2 separate regions of the Mus musculus genome follow, and region 2 is linked to region 1. Evidence: chromatin contacts called from public HiChIP or PLAC-seq data. All regions are on one chromosome and are shown on one strand. The core of a region is the stretch at or near the end of the contact, and the rest is flanking DNA. Distances in the headings are between cores, read along the strand shown. Region 1 overlaps Pakap (paralemmin A kinase anchor protein). Region 2 has its middle 6.1 kb from the start of Gm52700.

Region 1 (3,101 bases), core at 313-2,812:
TGGGGCAACAAGCCATGCTTTCAAGGCTTGAATGGAGAGATGGCTCAGTGGTTAAGAGCACTGACTGCTCTTCCAGAGGCCCTGAGTTCAATTCCCAGCAACCACATGGTGGCTCACAACCATCTGTAATGGGATCTGATGTCCTTTTCTGGTGTGTGTGAAGACAGCTACAGTGTACTCACAAAAATAAAACAAATAAATCTAAAAATAACAAAAAAGAATTATATTTTGAAAAGACCGATTCAGGGCTGGAGAGATGGCTCAGTGGTTGGGAGCACTGGCTGTTCTTCCAGAGGGACCCAGATTCAATTCTCTGTACCCACCTAGTGGCTCACAATCATCTTGAATGCCAATTTCAAAGGATCCTTGTCTGGTCTCTGTGGGCACACACACACACACACACACACACACAGCATCCATTCATACACACTCATTTAAATAAAAACAATTTAAAATAAAGATTAAAAAAAGACTTTGACTCTTTCATTGAAAGAAATATGATTATTTAGTGCCCCACAAAAGTGGTGGTAAAAAACAGCTAATGTTCTCTGAATATTTATCATGAGCTAGACCGTATAGGATGGATACACATGGTGCAGTGTTTTACCATTATAACCCACACCTGCCTGAGGCTGAGATTGAGGCTGGCAGAGGCTAAACTGCTATGCGCCGCCATCCATAAGACCTAGAGCTGGGTTTGTTGGAGCCTGGAAAATCAACCTCCACTCAATGTAATCCCATTTCCTAAGAAGAAGTGGAGCATTCCTGTTGTAAAGATCTACATGACTTCCTCACTTTGGGATAGAAGTGGGTCTTTCCAATTCTTTAAAGACACAGAACTGTGCTGGTTGAAGGGGAGAGCTAATTGGAACCTCTGCCCACACCATCTCCTGCCTCCGCTTGGCTGTTCATTGGAGCACAAGTAGATTTGGGTACAACTCCACCTTGGAAGCATGAACAGTGTGGTGCTATGGCTCCACAGTGCATGGAAGAGTGTTCGTCCACAGCCAGAGTTCACATTGCACTGCTGAAAGATGCTTTGAGCAAGGAGCCCTTTCTTCCTGTGTCCATGGGCACCATGGGGTTCCATGAGTCACCCAACCTGCTGCCCAATAAACAGGGCCTCTGCCATTTGATACCCTAGAAGGGAGGATGTCGACCCTTCAAAAAGCATAGAGGACATTGTACCTGCGACAGAGACTCAGAAAGTGGTTAGAGTTGGGGGTGGGGGAAGGAGATAGGAGGGTTAGGTAAATCCAAACAGACCTTTCCGAAGGAAACTTAGTCAGAGCTTTTGGGTGTTCCTAACCATGTTTTCCGTGCTTGACATCACTAGGTGACAGCCCTTTTTCAGTGGAGAAGTTTGTCTCTCTGCTGGGACAATTCCAAAGTTATTCTAAGAGTTCCTGCACGGTGCAGATCAAGCCAATCAGGAAGCTCCTCCGAATGGGCTCAGCCCAGCGGGCTGTTTCCCTGCTCCAACACTTCCTGGCATTGTTCTCCGGCTTATTCTCAGAGGTGAAACTCTGGGCCCCGCCCCTTGCTCGCGGAAGCTGCGGGCTTGTGGCCCAGCTGTGGCCCAGCTGTGGGTGACCCCGTACGAGGCTCAGGGACCAGACACCAGGCAAGGGGGGCGGGGGGGAAGCCTGTAATGAAACGAGTTCCTAGCCCGGGTGAGCAAAGCAGAAATGATAACAGGCAAAGTGCCTGAAAAGCAGGAGGCTCTGGGATCCTGAGAGACGATTCTGGAAGAGTCAGCATCATTCATTAATGTTTACCGAGTGACTGCGGAGGTTGGGGGTAGGAATTGCTGCGGGGTCTCCACATAAGAGAACCCCATCCTCTGATGAGGAAGGCGGCTTTAACGGTTGTGACATAGCACTTAGCAGAGCTATAAAATCCCAGTTATGGAATGTTGGACGCTATGTCTCAGTTAGGGTTTCTGCTGCTGTGATAAAACTCCAGGACAAAAAAAAAAAAAAAAAACAGCTCGGGGAAGAAAGGGTTTACTTTAGTTTACACTTCCAGTTGCTAGTACACTGTTGAGGGAAGTCAGGGCAGGAGCTCAAGCAGGGTAAGGCTGGATTCAGGAACTCAAGCAGAAGCCATGGAAGACCACTGTTTACTGGCTTGCTTCTTTCTCATGCATGGCTCACTCAGCCTGCCTTCTTATAGCACCCAGGACCACCAGCCATGATTCCACATTGATCTGGCCCCTCCTACATTATTCATCAAGCAAGAAATGCATATGGGAGAGAACCCACAGGCCAGCCTGATCAGGGCATTTCTTAATTGAGGGTCCTTCTTCCAAAATGTCAGCTTGTGTCAAGTTGACATGAAACGAGGCAGGACATGCTTTAGCTACCCAAACAAGGACAGGACAGAATTTCACAATCTTGATGCCTAGAGTAAGATCTTACGGGAGGAGAAAAATCACCGAGGCACAGATGTGTTTAGGAGTCCTGGCAGCCAATGAAGAGTGAAGGCGCAAGTGGGAATGAGAATCTCAGAAGGGGTGAACTACATCCAGCTTTCAGAACAGGAACAGGAAGTGACGGGGTGGGGGTGGGGTTAAGGGAAGGAGGTTGATCCTGAAAGGCAAGTCGTGGCGGTGGGAGCTGCAGAGAGCTCAGCAGTTAAGAGTGAGGATTCAAGTTCAGATCCAAGCACCCAAGTTAGAAGGCTCACAAACACTTGGAACTCCAGCTTCAAAGAATCCCACACCCTTTCTTGGCCTCTGTTGGCTCCTGCGCACACATGTCCACAAGCACTCACACAGACACATATATACATACATGTAAACTTTAAAAAAAAATTAAAAGAAGTGATTGGATCGACTATGTTCTAGAAAGACTGTGCGGAACCAAATGTGGTATGAGCCATAGTGGAAAACAAATAGTTTTATTTGCTGTCGTTATAATGGCATTGGTGACTTCCTAACCAAATGCTGTGCGCTACAGTGGCCCACAGGCTGGGGGGGTGGGGGGGGGGCAGAAGAGATTAAGCATCATTCAACTGTGAGACTGTGCCTAAAAATGAATGGGGTTGCCCAGTGTCTAGAATTTGTGTGTGTTCAGCAAGACCTTGGCTTTCTCCCTTCT
Region 2 (3,101 bases), core at 277-2,776, 260 kb before region 1:
CTGACACTCTGTTCTGCCCCTGGAAAACTCACTGAATGGGTGCTGGGGGTCGCCGCCTCTCCATCAGGTCTGGGACAACCCCAGCGCACTGGAACAATAAATTCCTCTTGCTTTTTGCATCGATCCTGGCTCCAAGTGGTTCACTCAGGGGGTCCCTGGTAAGCCAAGGCTTCCTGGAGTCTTACGTGAAAGAGAAGGCAGAAATATTCTAAGAGGCAGAAGTGATGGATTACTCCAAGGAAACAATGTCTTTCAGGCGCAACAGGATATATGAATTCAGATACTGTGGCAGCATGCACAAGAGCTTCACAGATTCAAATCAGATGAAATCCCAGCACTGAAAGGAGGAAGTGGACACAAGCTCCGATTCCAACCAATAAATTATATGCAATTGACAGCCACTGGTAAAAGGAAAATTTATTGTTTCCAATGGAGTGTTACTTGGAATATCAACTACACTCCAGGGCAGGACCCCATGCCTAGGAACAGTGGCCAAAATAAAAGAAATGTCATGTGGATTTTTTGTGTGTGCATACTTCATTTTGTTTTGTTTGAGCTGTTTTTGTTTTTTGTCTTTTGTCTTATTGGTCTATTGCTTGTTTGTGTTAATTTTCCTTTTTGGGGGGACTTTTTTCCAGAGAGAGAGAGAGAGAGAATATAAAGTTAGGAAGTGGGGGGAGATCTGGGAGGACTAGAAGGAGGAGAAAACATGATCAAAATACTGTATAAAATTTTAATTAAAACAAAATAATAAAAAAAAGAAGTATGTCCTTCGAGGATGCAAGCAGATTGGGAAACTTGCCTTGAATGATGTAAGGACTCCAAAAGTCTACACAGGTCCCAGGTTAAACCCCAAAGTCAGAGACAAAGAACAGAGCAGTAGATTCTAACATCCTTGTGCATCTGAGCAGAAAGTACAATGAAGAGAACTCTCCAAGCAAGCTGTTCCCACATCCAAAACTCCCCAGATGCCGATATGGCTGAGTATTAATGTGCTTTCTTATGGTCAAATAAAGCTACAGATCTGCACAGCCAATGTTTGGCTCATGTTAGGACTGGGCACTTTCAATCGATTCTCCTGGAGTTTCATGCACACATGGAGATCTATGCACACGTTCACATGCCTACAGAGCAAAGGACTAACAGAGCAGAGGACTTGGAAAGCAAAAGCTCACAGCCTGAATAACAAGACAGCACAAACTTACAGGTCAGAGGGGGTGAGTCAAGTTCAAGCTGAAAGTCTGTGCAGTTGGATGACCCTTGCTTCCCTGAACCAGTGTGAAAGTTCAGAGTTCAGGGATGCATGCACACAGTCTGGGTCCTATATGAAGACAGAGCCAAGGACCCTGGGCAGAGAATTGAGGAAGATGCAGACCCCAAGGGATCCCTTCTCTTCTTCCTCCCCCTAGCCCCAGAAATACCTGTAATGTAAACAGACAAAACATTGCTCTAAAGGAAAGCAAGCAGCATGACAAAGAACCACTTCAATACTTGAGCGGCTCTTGGTTTCCACTGCACTTTGGCAAGTTTCGAAAGTACTCATGACTGGGCCCTACTGCCCTCTCCTGTGATCTGAAGAGAGGTCACATGAACCCAGAACACTTCATTTTTTAGAGACACTCGTCAGATGATTCTTTTCATAAGTTTTTATTTTTTGGTTTTGAGACAGGGTCTGTTGTGGTTTGAACATGACCCGTTCCCTATAGACTCATGTGTGGGAACACCTGATTCTCAGCAGCTGGGGACGTTTGAGAAGGTTGTGAAACCTTTTGGCACATGGAGCCTTGATGGAGGAAGTACAACAATGAGAACCAGCTTCCTGTGATCCCTCTCTGCTACTGCAGTGTGACAGACTGGCTGCTTGCTCCTGTCACCCAGTGCTCCCAACCAAGAGACTTATGCCCTATTGCTGCCACCCCACCCCCACCCTCATCTCTCAGTTTTTTTGAAACAGGGTTTCTCTGTGTAGCCCTGCTGTCCTGGAATTCACTCTGTACATCAGGCTGGCCTTGAACTCATAGAGCTCTGCCTGCCTCTGCCTCCTGAGTGCTGGGATTAAAGGCATGCGCCACCACTGCCCGGCTGAGCCTTTCTCTCTTAAATTACTTTTGTTAGGTTACTTTGTCATCACAGCAGAAAAGTAGCTAAGGCAGATCTCTCCAGCCCAGAACTTAATGTGCTACTTAGGTTAGTTTTAAACTCACAGCAATTCTCCTGACTCAGTCTTCCTAGCACTGGGCATGAGCCACCATCATAACTCTTTTGGTTGGTGGTTGGTTGGTTAGTTGGTTGGATGGTTGGTTGGTAGGTAGGTTGGTTGGTTGGTTGGCTCTGTTTTGGTTATTAAGTAAACAGTAGAAAATTGTCCCTCACTTTCCTCACAGCTCTGAGTGTTCCATAGGACATCTTCTCGAGGGCTTCCTTGTATGTTGGTTGGTTGGTTGGTTTGTGTTTTGGTTTGATTTTGAGACAAAGTCTCCTACAGTGTATGTAGGCTTCCGTCAAATTCACTTTGTGGCTGAGGTTGATTTTCCACTCCTGATCTTCCCGCTTCCACAGGTCAAGTGCAGGGGCTGCAGGTATGAGCCACCAGGCCCAACTTAAGTGGTTCTTAACACTCAGTCCAGATTGAGAATCCCGCACTAATGTGAAACCCTTACCCTTACTAGTAAAGCCGTGGCCGTCTGACTATCGCTAAGACAAAGGGTAGATCTCCAGAACGTGGGCCCAAACGCCGTGGCCGTCTGACTATCGCTAAGACAAAGGGTAGATCTCCAGAACGTGGGCCCAAACGTCCGGGAGAGACTCTTGATCTGATTCGGAATGAGCCGACCGGAAGAAGGAAAACAGGATCCTAGAGGACTCACATTGTCCCGATCTGTTAACTGATTGGGAAAGATTAAGATGTGTGGCCTTGTGGGAGAAGGTGCGTCACTGGAGATGGGTTTTGAGCTTTCAAAAGCCCATGATATTCCTAGTTTGCTCCCTTATGGTATGGATGTAAGCTCTCAGCCACTGCCCCAGTGCTGCCTGCTTGCCTGCATGCTGCCATGCCCGCCACCACACGGTCATGAACTCACCTTCTGATCCTGTTAGCTCCA

The links. HiChIP or PLAC-seq counts read pairs in DNA pulled down with a chosen protein or histone mark.
Region 2: a CTCF HiChIP or PLAC-seq map of the NIH/3T3 cell line shows a contact between it and region 1, with 40 read pairs. The contact joins two enhancer-like sites. A contact is called at or near these places in 3 of 39 promoter capture datasets (the 3T3-L1 cell line, the C10 cell line and hippocampal neurons), 4 of 15 datasets of contacts at CTCF or cohesin (the NIH/3T3 cell line, embryonic stem cells and stem cell-derived epiblast-like cells), 27 of 484 Hi-C or Micro-C datasets (the 3T3-L1 cell line, 3T3-L1-derived adipocytes, the C2C12 cell line and 13 more), 21 of 115 datasets of contacts at active chromatin or transcription factors (the NIH/3T3 cell line, astrocytes, cardiomyocytes and 12 more) and 1 of 9 other capture datasets (adipose tissue).

Annotation. Positions count from the first base shown.
Region 1 is chr4:57,674,007-57,677,107 of GRCm38.p6, reverse strand. All of the region lies in intron 4 of Pakap (paralemmin A kinase anchor protein), which reads right to left. Among named protein-coding and RNA genes, the nearest start is that of Gm52699, 53 kb to the right of the region's middle. Within about 2 kb of position 1,562, at least 95 of the 459 cell types and tissues checked have an H3K27ac peak or open chromatin away from gene starts, as enhancers often do.
Region 2 is chr4:57,929,411-57,932,511 of GRCm38.p6, reverse strand. No RefSeq gene overlaps it. Among named protein-coding and RNA genes, the nearest start is that of Gm52700, 6.1 kb to the right of the region's middle. Within about 2 kb of position 1,526, at least 39 of the 459 cell types and tissues checked have an H3K27ac peak or open chromatin away from gene starts, as enhancers often do.